3 separate regions of the Rattus norvegicus genome follow, and all the other regions are linked to region 1. Evidence: chromatin contacts called from public Hi-C data. All regions are on one chromosome and are shown on one strand. Each heading gives the region's core, a stretch centred on a gene start, on an enhancer-like site or on the middle of the called end of the contact. The rest is flanking DNA. Distances are from core to core; before and after follow the strand shown.

Region 1 (4,322 bases), core at 576-3,075:
GTCACAACCAACATATGCCATTTTAAAACCGGGCCTCGCAGTTACTGCCACATCCTGAAGTGGCTTTAGACTTTGTCATGTCTAAAACAACGCCTCTCGCGGCATCCCAGAAAAGCACTATCTTCGCGCACCTATGCAGGTCTCCCCGGGTCACAGATTCTGTGAGTGACACTATTCCACAAACCCAGGTGCGGGTGACCAAGGGACGCGCCAGAAGGGAAGGCTCGCGGCGTCTCCATGACTCCCCCGCCCCGCGTGCAACTCAGCCCTAACTGGTCGGAAGAAACCCCGCCCCCTTCCTGCCTCTGGCTCCCACCATTGGCTTACCGATACCCGGCAGGTCAGTTCCCGCCTCCCATTGGCTCACTGCCCCATCAGTCAGGCACAGCAAGATTCGGGTCGGTGGGAGGGGAAGGAGTCGGAGGAGGTGGAGTGGGAGTGGGATTAGAGGACGAGGTGGCGGAGGAGGGTGCTGGAGCTCAGGCTCTGGTTTGGGAAAGTTTCCCCTGCCAGTGACAAGCCTCTAGGCTTGAGGCCCAACGCCACTCCCGGCGAGTAAGGGGCTAGGGTCCCGGATTCCCGCCCCTCCGTCCGCAGGCCCCGGAAGCCACTTGGGGGAGGGGAAAGGGAGGGACCATGGAAGCAGGGACCGAGCCACCCCCGAGCGCGGCCGCGGCGCCTCCAGGACTCCCCCAGGGGCGGGGTGCGGGCACTCCAGCCCGCGGCGCCGACCCTGGCCGCCTCCCCGGGAGCCTCTAGGGGCCCGGAGAGGAGGGTCCCCAGTCCAGGGCGTGACCGGGGCGCGAGGGCCGCCAGGACCCCTCCCGCTTTCCGCGGGGGGCCCCCGAGGGCCTGTCCCTGCAGGGGCCGCAGAAGGGGGACCGAAGAGGGGGCGCTGGCGAGCCAACCCGGAACCTCCCGGCCCGCAGCCCGCCTCCCGCCCCCGGCCGCGGCCCCAGCGCGCCTCCGGCACACATGCCCGCACCCAGAAAGTTAAGTCAGGGGCGAGCCCGGCGCGGCGCCGCCGCCCGACCCCGGCTCCCCGCCCCCACCGCGGCTCGGCCTGCGCGGCCGGAGCGCTGCCGCCCCGAAGCCACCCAAGCCTGAGGCCCCCAGACGCCCCAGCCCCCGCCGCCGCCCCTGCTGGCCGCGTCACCTTCACACACCCCCGGCACTTCCCAGGTCCTGCCTCCCCTCGCCCGGCTCCCACCCGTGCAGCAACCGCTGCACGCCTCCCGGGAAGAAAGCACCGGCCGTGACTGCGCCCGCCTGCCCAGGCTGCGCCGCACAGCCCCGAGGGGGCCGAAGCAGGGGCCCGCGGCACAGCCTCTGCTTCCCGGCCTGGTGCTCACCTCTCGGCCGGCGCCGCGGGCTGCAGCCTCCGCCCGCCTCGCGCTCTGGGGCTCGACTCCCGAGCTCTCTCGCCCGGCGCCCGAGCGCCTCCTTTCTCTCCCGAGGACTCCGCGTCTTCCCGCCCTCCCCACCCCCCCGGGAGCCGAGTCCCCCGCTCGGCCGCGCCTCGAGGATGGGCGTCGCGGGCTCCGCACGCCCGGGCAGCAGTGCCCGCACACAACAACAGCCTGCCCGGCCGGCGCGCGGCTCCGCCGGGCTGCGCGCACCAAGGGCAGCGGCCCGGGTGGGAACGCGGCGCCCCCCGCCCGCCGCCCGCGAGCCCCCAGGGGAGGCGCGCTTACCAATGTGGCCGTCACGCCGTCAGGTGCGGGCTGCCGTCGGCGCTGACCTCCGCCGCCGCCGCGGGAGCCCAGGCTGCGGCCGCCATGTTCCCGTGTTAATAACTGCTGCCTGGTTGTTTATTTCAATGGAGATCCTCCCCCAGCTCCCTCCTCCTCCTCCCCCTCCTCCTCCCCCTCCTCCTCCGCGGCTCTGCACTTGCGGAGAGAGACACAGACCGCGCGAGCTCGCGAGCAGGGGAGGGGGCTCGGGCACGGGGCTGGCCCGCCCTCCGCCTCCCGGCCGCCTCCGAGAGAGCGCTGTCACCGCTCAGGGGACCGGGCGGAAACTTGCGTCCCGCACCCCGAGCGTGGGCCCGGGAACATCGGGGCTACCCCACCCGCGGGGTCCTCAGCATCTCCGTGGCTGGCGAGACTTCAGAGCTCCGAGAGTTGAACAAGATGGGTGGCTGTGGTGTAGGGACCGTGACCTATGGGTGACTGGAAGTGAAGGGAAAGTCAACAGAGGACTCCATGTGAGGGCAAAGGGCAGTGCCCAAAAGAAAGCTAGCAAGGGGGACTGGCTTGGGCCAGGGAGTGGAGGCCAAGGGACCGCCGCGCCGCCGACAGCTAGGACGCTGCGGCGAGAAGGTCGCGGAAAGCCGAGTGCCAGGGTCGCCCCAGAGGTGCCTTCTGCGCGCGCTCCGACAGGGCCCAGTAGCCAGCAGCCTGCACCCCTCGTGCGCACCTCCGCACCCAGGCGCTGTTCCGGGGCGCACCCCTTGGCCACCATGTCCCCTCGGTTCCTCCGCGGATACGCCTCCCCAGTTGCTACCCCTAACAACTCTGGAGGGGATGGAGGGGCGTGACCGAGGGAGGCGAACTTACTGGGGTGCCACCCTGCGATTGCTTGACAAAGCAAAGGCTGCACGGTGTTTAGAAAGACTGGGTGGACTGTTCTCCGCACGCAGCGAGACAAAAGTTTTGTTTTGTTTTTTAATTGGGGAATCCATTATCAAATCCTCAATGGAGTATTGGAATTGAGGAGACTTGGAGGACTATTACGTTTAAATGTATTTTGGTTTTTAACTCTGGAAAAGCAACTTCTTTTTCCATTTAGATATAATTAGTTTAAAGAAATGAGCAACATTTGTTTGCTTAACGGAAGTTATCAAAATATGACAGGAACACGTTTCCTTATTTTAACTGTTATGAAAGGTCACTTGCCATAGACAATAAGTATTTATTGAACTGTAATGTCTTGGCACTGCGTTAAGTGATTCACACACTCTCCAGATTTTAATCCTCAAACCTTACGAAGTTGTTGCTATTTTTATACCTCACAAAACATTGAAGCCTAAAGAAGTCACACAATAAGCAAGGTGGGGAAGATTTGAACCCCAAAGAATTGGAAAGCTGTAAAAAAAAAAATGCCAGCATTGGTGAGTGGAGTCAGGAGGAGGTCTGCAGTGGGATACTTCACGTTCTATTTCAGGGATGTGTCTGGTGTTTGCAATGGTTGATTTTAGCCACATGTTAGCAGTAAATTTTAAGGATTTTTTATAATTAGAACAACTAAATTATGTTCCACGAACATAGGGACAACCAGGAAATGCAGGGTGTTTTTATGATCTTCCTCCCCCACTCTTAATACAACATTTTTGCAAGAGGTTGGGTCCCTCCTAGGAGTGTCCCCATTGCCAGACTTAGATTTCTTCTCCTGGCCTGAATTCTTAAGAGTTAAGAAAAAGACTCTTCTCTTTCTATTCCTCCTTTTTTTGGGGGGCGGGGGTGTCCAGAGTCCCTCAGTGCTCAGTGGCAACAGAATTCATATAAAACTACCTATCATCCACACGAACGAACCCATCCCTGCTTCCATGCCATATTACTCAGTACAACTTCTTACTGAATGCTCAAGACACACGAGTGTTTCTTAAAAAGTCAAACAAAGCAAAGCTCTTACAGTAAGTAGCATTATGACCCCCCACACCAGCGGTTGTTGCCTTACTCCAGTGGACCCTGAAGCATGTAACTCCAGTTCTGAAATAGTGTCAAGACTTCACACCCCTGGTAGTTCTGAAATAGTGTCAAGACTTCACACCCCTGGTAGAAACCTGGTATTTATTTATTTTGCTTTTATATCTTCAACTTTGTATTCTTAGAACCAGCCTTGTTGTCAATACCTCTTCTTTGAGCTGCTTTGAGTAACAATCTCTCCTGTATGTGTTAGTACTCACACCGAACAATGATTTCTGGGTTGCAGAAGACCATTTACTTTTGCACTTGTCTAATAAGTCTTTGTGCCAGTTCAACAAACACATAAGTCCTACTGTGTTCTGTTTGTGCAGAGCATATGGCCTTGTTTGTGCATTTGTCCTCATTCTCTAGACTTTAAGATCCCGACCCTACCTCAGCCTGTGTAATCCCCCTAGTGACCTTGAAATCACATAGAGTACCAAGTTCGGTACATGGTTTTTTTTCTTTACCTGGATACCTATGCTACATTTTATGTGTCAGGCAGAGTGAGAGGTTGTGACTAGTACAATAAAACAGTGAAAGTGATATAATCAATGTTACACAAATTTCTGTAGGCTCTTCCACACACATCTCTCTGCACTTGAATCGTTTTGCTTGAAGGAAACACTTTATAGA
Region 2 (4,322 bases), core at 542-3,041, 200 kb before region 1:
CAGCTTCCTGACTCCTCAGAAAAGTGTTTTCTATGCCTCTGTGATAACCTTCTGGTTAGTTCTGTCTCAACAGATGAGAACAGGGCTCCAATGAGCTACCTCTGATCTTTGAAGTAGTGTCCTGTAACAATGCCTTATCCTGAGGACTTTTAAAGCTCAGTGTGCAGGGGAGGAAGAAAGGAGAAATAAATGGTAATTTGCCTCTGGCAAAGCCTGGCAGATTGCCCCATGAGAATTATAGAAAATAGGCTCATGCGAACCAAGCCAGAAGTGTGTGTGTGTGTGTGTGTGTGTTCATTTCTTAATAGATGCACTTGAGTTTGCTATGACGAGATGTTTTTCCTGTTATAGGCTACGCAAACAAAATTATAATCTACCTTAAACACAATAAAAATTTTTGTTAAAAGAAATTTTGGAGACAGATGTAGCCCAGGATGGCCTTGAATGTGAGGTGCTGTACTCTGCCTGCCTCCTGGGAGCTGGAATTCTAGGTTCACTGCACCGTGCCTGGCCTTTCCTTCTTTCCTCCCTTCCTAGAGACTCAGTGGTTCTCAGCCATCCTAATGCTGTGCCCTTTAAAACAATTCCTCGTGATGTGGTGACCCCCAGGCATAGAATTATGTTATAACTGTTTATGAATTATAATGTAAATGTTTCCGAATGGTCCTAGGTGATCCCCAAAGGGGTCTTAACCCACAGGTTGAGAACCAGTGCCCTATGTAGTCCTTGCTGTCCTGAAACTCTACACAGACCAGACTGCCTACTTCTGCCTCCTGAATGCTGGTATTAAATGTGTGCACCACCACATCTGGCCATGGTAATTCTGTGTAACATGCTAATTTAAGTATATATAAATGTAAATCCTCAACACTTGACATATATTTTAACATTACAGGCACAAATAATGTTTAATATATACATATGTATGTGTATTAAACTAAAATCAATATGAATAACTAAAATCAATTTATATGAGAAAAATTATGAGACGAGGTCCCAGGCTGGTCTCCAAGTTCCTATGGAGCGGATCCTAGCTTTACCTCCTGCTCTCCCCACCTCTGGTTTACAGTGCTGGGACTACAGGGGTGTGGTCTATGGGAGTGAGAGTGTAACTCAGTCATGAGGCTTGCAGGAGGCCTTAGGTTCGGTTTCCAGTGCAGGAGAGGAGGGAGGGAGGAACAGAGGAGGGACGGGAGGAGCAGAGGGAGGCAGAAGTTGGCAGCAGCACAGCCGAGAGCACTGCAGTGTTCCCTGTGAACAGGCCTGCTTCCACAGGCTCAGAGACAGGACTTGCTCTGAACTCACTCAGGCTAACTAACATTGCAAGACGCACCGTGAACTTTTAGAGACATTGCTTTGCCAGAATTTATTCCTTGTCAATTTTTGGAACAGGCATTTGTCATTAACTTGTTATCAGTTTAACTTTTCTTTCCCTGATGTAAGGTTGACCTTGAATTTACAGTTCTCAGCTCTGGAACGTTGGGACTGCAGAAGCGCACTACTGTGCCTGGCTCTAAGTTTAAACGGTCTGACAGGAGGGAGATTTCAGCGTGGCTCTACCCTCAGACAGATTTGATTTTACTACTTTCTGGAAGGGTTAAGTGTGACAATTTGATGTTTCTGAGAGAAGATGTCTTCTGTGGCTTTGTAATTTACATCTCACTGATGTCACCAGGCCCTTCTCACTGGTTAGGCTCATTTTCTTTGCAAGACAACGAGATCAATGCCTTCCTCTAAAATGCCTTGCAGACGCTTCAAAGTTTCACTTAGGCATCTACTTGAATGCTCAAATTAGCCACATCAACTTCAGCAGTCAGTCTCAACTATTTCTGGCAGAAAATGAGTCAGAGTTTTTTTCTTTTTAAGTTCTACAAAATGAAAAATAGACTTGATTTCTTTAACTTTCCTTTTTCTTTTTAGTTTTATAATTATTTTCATGTGTCCAAAATCAACTTGTTCTCTGAATAAAGAAACACATGAGCATGAGTATCCTATAAATTAAAAAGAATCTTTTGAAAACACTTTGAATAAAAATAGGGTACCATACATTAGCTCAGCACAGACTGAAGGAATTCTAGTATCTGGAGGAGCGTCTGGGCACTGCCAGTTTAACACGGCTTTTCTAATGAGTCAACCAACGGGAGACCGTTCCCACGTCCTCAAAGAAAGCAGGAGCCGGGAGCACTGCCTGGCAGAGTACAGAGTATCAGACCCGCTCCACTGTGTAAAGAAGCACATGACTTAAAGCAGTGAACATACTGGCAATGTTTCTGTCAGTTTCTGTTTCCTGTTGGCTAGGAAATGTCGTAGAGGCATCTTGTTTGAATGTTACGCCCAGTAAAAACAGGTCATTTTCTGTGTAATGATGCTGTACTCTGAAGTACTTCCTGACCTTAGAAGTCGGGAACACATTAAACACACACTCAGTTAAGTCAAGACAACAGGACAGCCTTGCAGTCCGCGCGTTTACTGAATAACACTGTACTCCTCTGAAGGGGACAGTGAGGAGACTGTCCTTAGGGAGCAAAGGCGAGCAGGAGGGAAAGGAATTGCATTCTCTTCTCATGCTAAGGGGTCTAGCTTAGGTAACGCACACTTCCTGGAGTAGCTTTTCTTTCTCCTTGCTGTTTTTTATGCTAAACTGGCTCCATGAAACTTTCCTTTAGATAGAGTTTGGGAGAGGGCAGAGAGGTGAGCAAGGGGTGTGACTTCATTAAGGAAATATACTTCCTGCCTGTGAGCGTGTGTGCCTTGGTTTTTTTTTTTTTTTTTTCATCTTCGAACAACAGATTTATACCGACTCATACTAGTCTTTGTTTCTCAGATAATTTTGATTAGAAAATAATTTTTCCCAAATACAAAAATTTCAAGTGATTCAAAGACTTAAACCAACCCCCTAAAACTCTTTTCTGTTTGAGATTAGTGAAATCATATATATACAAAGTAATGACAAACATCAGTGATGGCTTTCATTGCCCTCTAAGTCTCTAAGGTCTGGGGTCAGAGACAGACACACAGTCTATCTATGGAGGGAAGGTGATCACTGAGCACTGGTCATCTCCTGAGTCACTAATCTGCCCTCTAGCTTGCTAAAACACCTAAGTGATGCTGTCTGTCCTTCTGTCTGTGCATGCTGTTCTGACCTGCCCCTGGCTCTGCATACTTTAATCCAGTACGCCTCAGCGATCGAAGCCAGTCGTCAACATGATCTTCACAGCACAGCACATAAGACACCGCCATTAACTTTCTGTTGAGGCCTCGGTGCCCCAGTGCATGAATTTACAGCCTTCTAAAAGAGCTGCTGCTTGCATCCCACTTTAGGATTAATCACCAAAAATGTCAATATAATCTTCGCCTGCTTCCCCTGTGAGCAACATGGACGCCTGAATGAAATGATTCTATCTGTTCTCAGGAATGGCGGCAACCGCTGACATCACCAGGAAAGAAACAGGAGATCAAGTCCTCAGAACCAGCTTGGCTGGCAGGGACTGCCCCCAAATGCAGCCTCTGTGGATTCAGGAGGCTCAAAGGCACAGTGTGGGATGGGGGTACAGCTCTCTTGACGGTATTTTCCTACCTGCAACACAACTTTCAAGAGCAAATTATGGCCATTCTAAGGCCCCCATGACTTCCTCACTGCTTAGCCTGTCATGACAGAGTCTACCAGCCAAGACATGTTCAGACTGGGGAAGGTGAGGCTGGGCCCTAACCTCCAGTCAGTCACAGATTCCACTACTGCAGTTGCAACAGCTTGCATCACTTGCTTTTGTAAGTCAGTGAAAATATCAATGGTTGCTTCCTCACTATGGTGCCTTTCACACCAGAGTATTGCTGGGAATGGCTGAGGAGCCAGGGTTGAAATGTTGGAGAAGGATCGAAATGTTAGTGTGGATGAAAACATTCCAGAGGGAAACTGTATAACACGTCTATATGAAGGCCACTCAGAAGAGTTCTATAAAGGTATTGTACCAGTGCATGCAGTGATATATCAACTAGTCAGACAGCGACATTCTACACTGAACCATATTATATTAGGATCACTTTTTGTCAAAAAATAAACAATAGATAAAAGAATGATTCTGAGCATTACTTTATGTCCCCTGGATTGTTTTCAAGGTGTTAACTTTGGAGAGAAGCAGATAGAATGTAACCCATTATTCTGGTCTGAATCGATACACAATGGCTTTGACACATCTCCGTCCATTTCCTCTGGTGTGTTTAGCCAACAGTCAATGAGACTCCTGTCCACTACTCAGAAAGAGGCAGAAGATGTTAACCGGCTGACCTCTGATCATATGGAGAGAGCGACAAATAGATACTCG
Region 3 (4,322 bases), core at 1,044-3,543, 140 kb after region 1:
GACCCTGCTGTCTTGGACTCCTCGTTCCCCTTTCTGCCTGGTGTTCGGATACTCCGACCGGAAATGAGGACCTCAGACCCAAGTTCCTGACTTCCTTTGCAGGCACTACACCTGGATCCTCAGAGAGGACCCGGGAACCACAAACTTCGTCCCAGATTCCACTTTCCCCTTCCGGTCTGATGGGTAGCCGGGTCTGATGACCCAAGGGAAACCTGGGCTGTGACCTCTCCATTCTGGCCTTTGCTCTGCCTTCTCCTGGTGCCATAGCGGCACCTAGACACCCCCAGCAGAGAGGCTGAGAGTTGGAGAAAGATGGCTGAGCAGAGGCATGTATTTCCTGTTTCTTATTTTTGATGCCTTATGACCAGATGCTTCAAGCTCTTAACACTTGGATTCCCCCCTTTGATGGACTGTACTCTGACACACAGAACCAAAACAAACTCCTTTCCTCTTAAATTGCTTCTCGACATATTTTATCATAGACACAGGAAAAGGGACTAAGTCAGAAATTCTCTAGAAGACGTGTCTTCTTCCAATTTTGGAGGTCAGGGTACTACAGGTTAAAAATCCCGAGTCTCATACACGCTAAACGTGCAATTCTACTGCTAGACTACCCCAGCCACGTGGTATAATTTAGGTGCCACCTAGGAAAGTCATATTTCCATCTTGTATCTGAACGTGCTGAACATGCTATCAGTTATATTGGTCAATTTGACCGATCAGTCGACTATAGATGAGAAACAAGAATCTCACAAGTTAACGAGACTGTTTTTTCCCTAGCAGTTCTGCCTTCTATGGTGAGTGTGTTCAAAGGCAAGATGCCAAGCACTCAGAGGAAGGGGCATTCTTATCAGGAGAGAGAAGGCATGTTTTCACTGGCTTGGCCCTTAGCATTCTGCCTAGCAACTTCTTCCAAAATCTGGTCATAGCTTAATGTTTCCATAGACAATCTAGACCGTGGAGTAGAAAAATGCTCCTGTTTTTGTAGGAGACATTGTGTGTGGGAAAAGTGGGCTGAAAACCCCATGTTCTGCTCCTGTGGATGATGTAAGGACAAGAGCAAAGGAAGATGTTTGTGCTTAGGCAAATTTGAATCTCATTTGATGTGGGAGGTCTTAGATGTGGGCCAAGATTTCTCCCCAATTCTTCATCCTTTAGAACACACGTCTCTTGAGATTAATTCCAACCATAGGACTGGTCCTGGCTGATGAAATGTTAGCATGTATGGTATGTGCCACTCCCACACGCAATAGATGGATGAACACTTCATCCTTTGTTCTTTCACAGCGAATCCTGAAGCTTTGTGTCCTACAGTGACATCAGTGAAGTGATCACTGCCCGTCTGGGTCATGGAGTGAATACGGCCATCATGGTCCGTTTGCTGACCAGTATAAGAAGACTGTGCGTGGGCCAGGCTCAGCAAGTGTAAGCCCTTGTAGCATCAGTCAACGATTTGAGTTACATCCTGGAACCCATGGTGGAAGGGGAATAAAACAACCCCCAAAGTAGTCCCTTGACCTCACAACATGGTGGCCATGGCTTGAATTCAATACACAACACACACACACACACACACACATGCACATATGCACACACACATGCACACATACATGCTCACACAGGATAAAAAGAAATACAGTGGAAGGCTGGAGAGATGGCTCGCAGTGGTTAAGAGCACTGACTGCTCTTCCAGAGGTCCTGAGTTCAAATCCCAGCAACCACATGGTGGCTCACAACCATCTGTAATGGGATCCGATGCCTTCTTCTGGTATGCAGGTGTACATTCAGATAGAGCACTCATATTCATAAAACAAATATAAAAAAATTATAGTGGAAACACATCACCTCAAACTATTTACTTAAGACAAGATGTGGGGTGACTTGCTTGCTGTGATGTAATTTAGCTTCATCAGACTAACACACTGGTTGAAAAGAAAATTGCACAGAAAGCCAGCAGCTAATAACACAGCCCCTGAGGTACAGCAAACGGGACAAACTCCGGGAACAAAAGAGTCATCCCGGAGGGCAGCACTGTCTAGCTAATAGGAGTAATGGGACACAGACCGGTTAGAATTCTATAGGAAGTTTCAATAGAAAAATTCATGGCCATGCAGTTGGAATTGCAAGTGAACGTGTTCAAAGGCACAGCGCCAAGCACTCCCAGGCACTTGGCTGGGAGACGGAAAGTGTAGCTTCAGTAGATCGCCCGCTGACCGGGAGGAATTGTCACAACCCTGCAGTTCTGTTGATTGAGAAAAAAAATGCGAGCAGAGAACTGTGGCAAATGAAAAGCGTGTCTGTATCATGAGGTAATCATTCCGTCGGTCTCTGCACTGGCCAGAGCTCTGTGTGACAGAGATGGGGCTGCCTGCAGACTCCACGGTTCAATAGGAACTGAATGAGGACATTTTACAGTAAAGGAGAACAGTCATTCTATGGCCTGCAAGCAGGGCTTGCTGACCTGGGGTCCCTTGACGTGAAGGTGACATAGGAAGCACTGGTGTTGGCCTTGAACTGTAGAAAGGTTCTTCTCTGTTGCCAAGGACACCAAGAGAATGAGCTTATTACAGTAAAAAATGAATAAAGGAATCATTTCTTTACCCATGGGTGTCCCAGATCAGCCAGGGTGGGAGATTTATCTGGGACAGTCACACAGAACAGCGATTCTTTGAGGTGTGGATTGCTAGGTGGTTCCTAAACTTAAAGGAACGGAAGCACTTGATCTCTCTTTCACTGTGGCCTCTATGAGGCCTGCCATGGGACACTCTGCTGCCAAGCTGACCTTGCCCATAATCCTCTGCACTCTCCTGCAGCTGCAAACCTTTCTTTCCCATCCAGGAAATGTAGTCAAAGATAAGTAAGGGCCACACGGTCATGAGTATAAGTTCGGTTCCTCTTTTTAGCCAGACCAAGGGTGGGAGTAGACAGATAAATATTTATGTCAGTCTTGTATTATCTGTAAAAATAACTTGTGATATGATTATATTTAACAATTTTTAAGTGATGTAGGCAGGCAGGTGTGGGCAATGTCCATGGCTGAATTGGTATACATTCATTCATTCATTTATTTATTTATTTATTTATTTATTTATTTATTTATTTATTTATTTAGGTTTTTTCAAGCCCTGAGTGTCCTGGAACTTGCTATGTAGACCAGGTTGCTCTTGAACTCACAGAGATCCACCTGCCTCTGCCTCTCTAAGATTAAAGACATGTACCACCACTGCCCGGAAAATTTGTCATCCATGTAATAAATACTATTATACGTAAGCCAGGCAGCGTGGTACATGTCTTTAATTCAAGCACTGGAGACTAGTAGGTCTGTGAGATCAAAGTCAGCCAGGGCCATATAATAAAGAGACTCTGACTGAAAAAACAAAGTGAAGATGTAACAAGCAATGAGAGCCTGAAGACTGCTGTCAGACCGCCCTTGGGAAGGACGGACAGAACTGTCAGTTAGCCTAGAGATAGATCAGTTGAGGCAGCGAGGACAGGAAGCTGTCTGGGGGACAGAGAGAGGTTGGCAGCGTGTGGAGGAATGGGAAGCAGCAAGATCTTTGGACAGGGCACCAGGCAGAGTGGGAGAGGGTAAAGGGTAGGAAGCCAGAACATAGGGAGCTGCCTCAATCATGTTAATAAACCCAACCTTCACCTCAGGAGCAGGGAATGGGATGGACCTATTTTATGCAGGGGAAGGACGCTCTGTATTCAGAAAAAAAATCACTCTGGCTGCATAATGGAATTCTATTTATTTGTTTATCTATTTTTATTTATTTGTAGGGTTGCTCTATTTTAGGGCAAACTCTCACAATAGACCGCACTGGCCTTGAGCACCTGCTTCTACCTCCCCACGCTAGGCTTACGGGCCTTCAACGGCGTGCTGAGCAGGCCTGTAGAAAGCTGGCTAGAGGGCCTTAGAGATTAATCTGGCTTGAACTTAAACCTACAGTCTATAGAGCTAGTTTTAAGATATTTCATCAGGGCAGGGGAGGGACTCTGTGGGAGCAGGAGGACCAGAGCCAGGATCTCTACACAGAGGCCCCTGCATGTGGATTTCAACTATAATCCTGGAAGACAGAAATCAGGGATCCCTGGGGCAGGCCTGCTAACCCAACTGACCCAAGTGGCAAACTCCAGGGTCAGCAAGAGACCCAGCCTCATTTGCATGAACAGCCAGGCCTATGTGTACCTACACAGTCAAACAAGCAAGCTCACACCCGCACAACACCCACATCACACCATAAACATACATGCAGACAAGCATATTCACACTCACACCATATACAGCCATGCAAACAAGCACACACACACGTGCACACACA

The links. A called contact is a pair of places that touch in the nucleus more often than the background predicts.
Region 2: a Hi-C map of Schwann cells shows a contact between it and region 1, with 9 times the contacts expected there. The contact joins the enhancer-like site here to the promoter of Ncoa2 in region 1. A contact is called at or near these places in 6 of 12 Hi-C or Micro-C datasets (the A7r5 cell line, Schwann cells, frontal cortex and 3 more) and 1 of 1 datasets of contacts at active chromatin or transcription factors (oligodendrocytes).
Region 3: a contact with region 1 is called in a Hi-C map of Schwann cells, with 10 times the contacts expected there. The contact joins the enhancer-like site here to the promoter of Ncoa2 in region 1. A contact is called at or near these places in 9 of 12 Hi-C or Micro-C datasets (the A7r5 cell line, the Rat2 cell line, Schwann cells and 5 more) and 1 of 1 datasets of contacts at active chromatin or transcription factors (oligodendrocytes).

Annotation. Positions count from the first base shown.
Region 1 is chr5:10,616,225-10,620,546 of GRCr8, reverse strand. It overlaps Ncoa2 (nuclear receptor coactivator 2), which reads right to left and starts at 1,825. Exons shown (of 23, transcript NM_031822.2): 1 at 1,695-1,825. LOC120103350 (small nucleolar RNA SNORA40) reads right to left here and starts at 3,998; the gene lies at 3,877-3,998.
Region 2 is chr5:10,821,125-10,825,446 of GRCr8, reverse strand. All of the region lies in intron 11 of Ncoa2 (nuclear receptor coactivator 2), which reads right to left. Among named protein-coding and RNA genes, the nearest start is that of Prdm14, 41 kb to the left of the region's middle. Within about 2 kb of position 1,791, at least 17 of the 93 cell types and tissues checked have an H3K27ac peak or open chromatin away from gene starts, as enhancers often do. A contact at or near this core is called in the A7r5 cell line and Schwann cells, where this site is marked.
Region 3 is chr5:10,473,747-10,478,068 of GRCr8, reverse strand. No RefSeq gene overlaps it. Among named protein-coding and RNA genes, the nearest start is that of Trnaa-agc87, 3.5 kb to the right of the region's middle. Within about 2 kb of position 2,293, at least 4 of the 93 cell types and tissues checked have an H3K27ac peak or open chromatin away from gene starts, as enhancers often do. A contact at or near this core is called in Schwann cells, where this site is marked.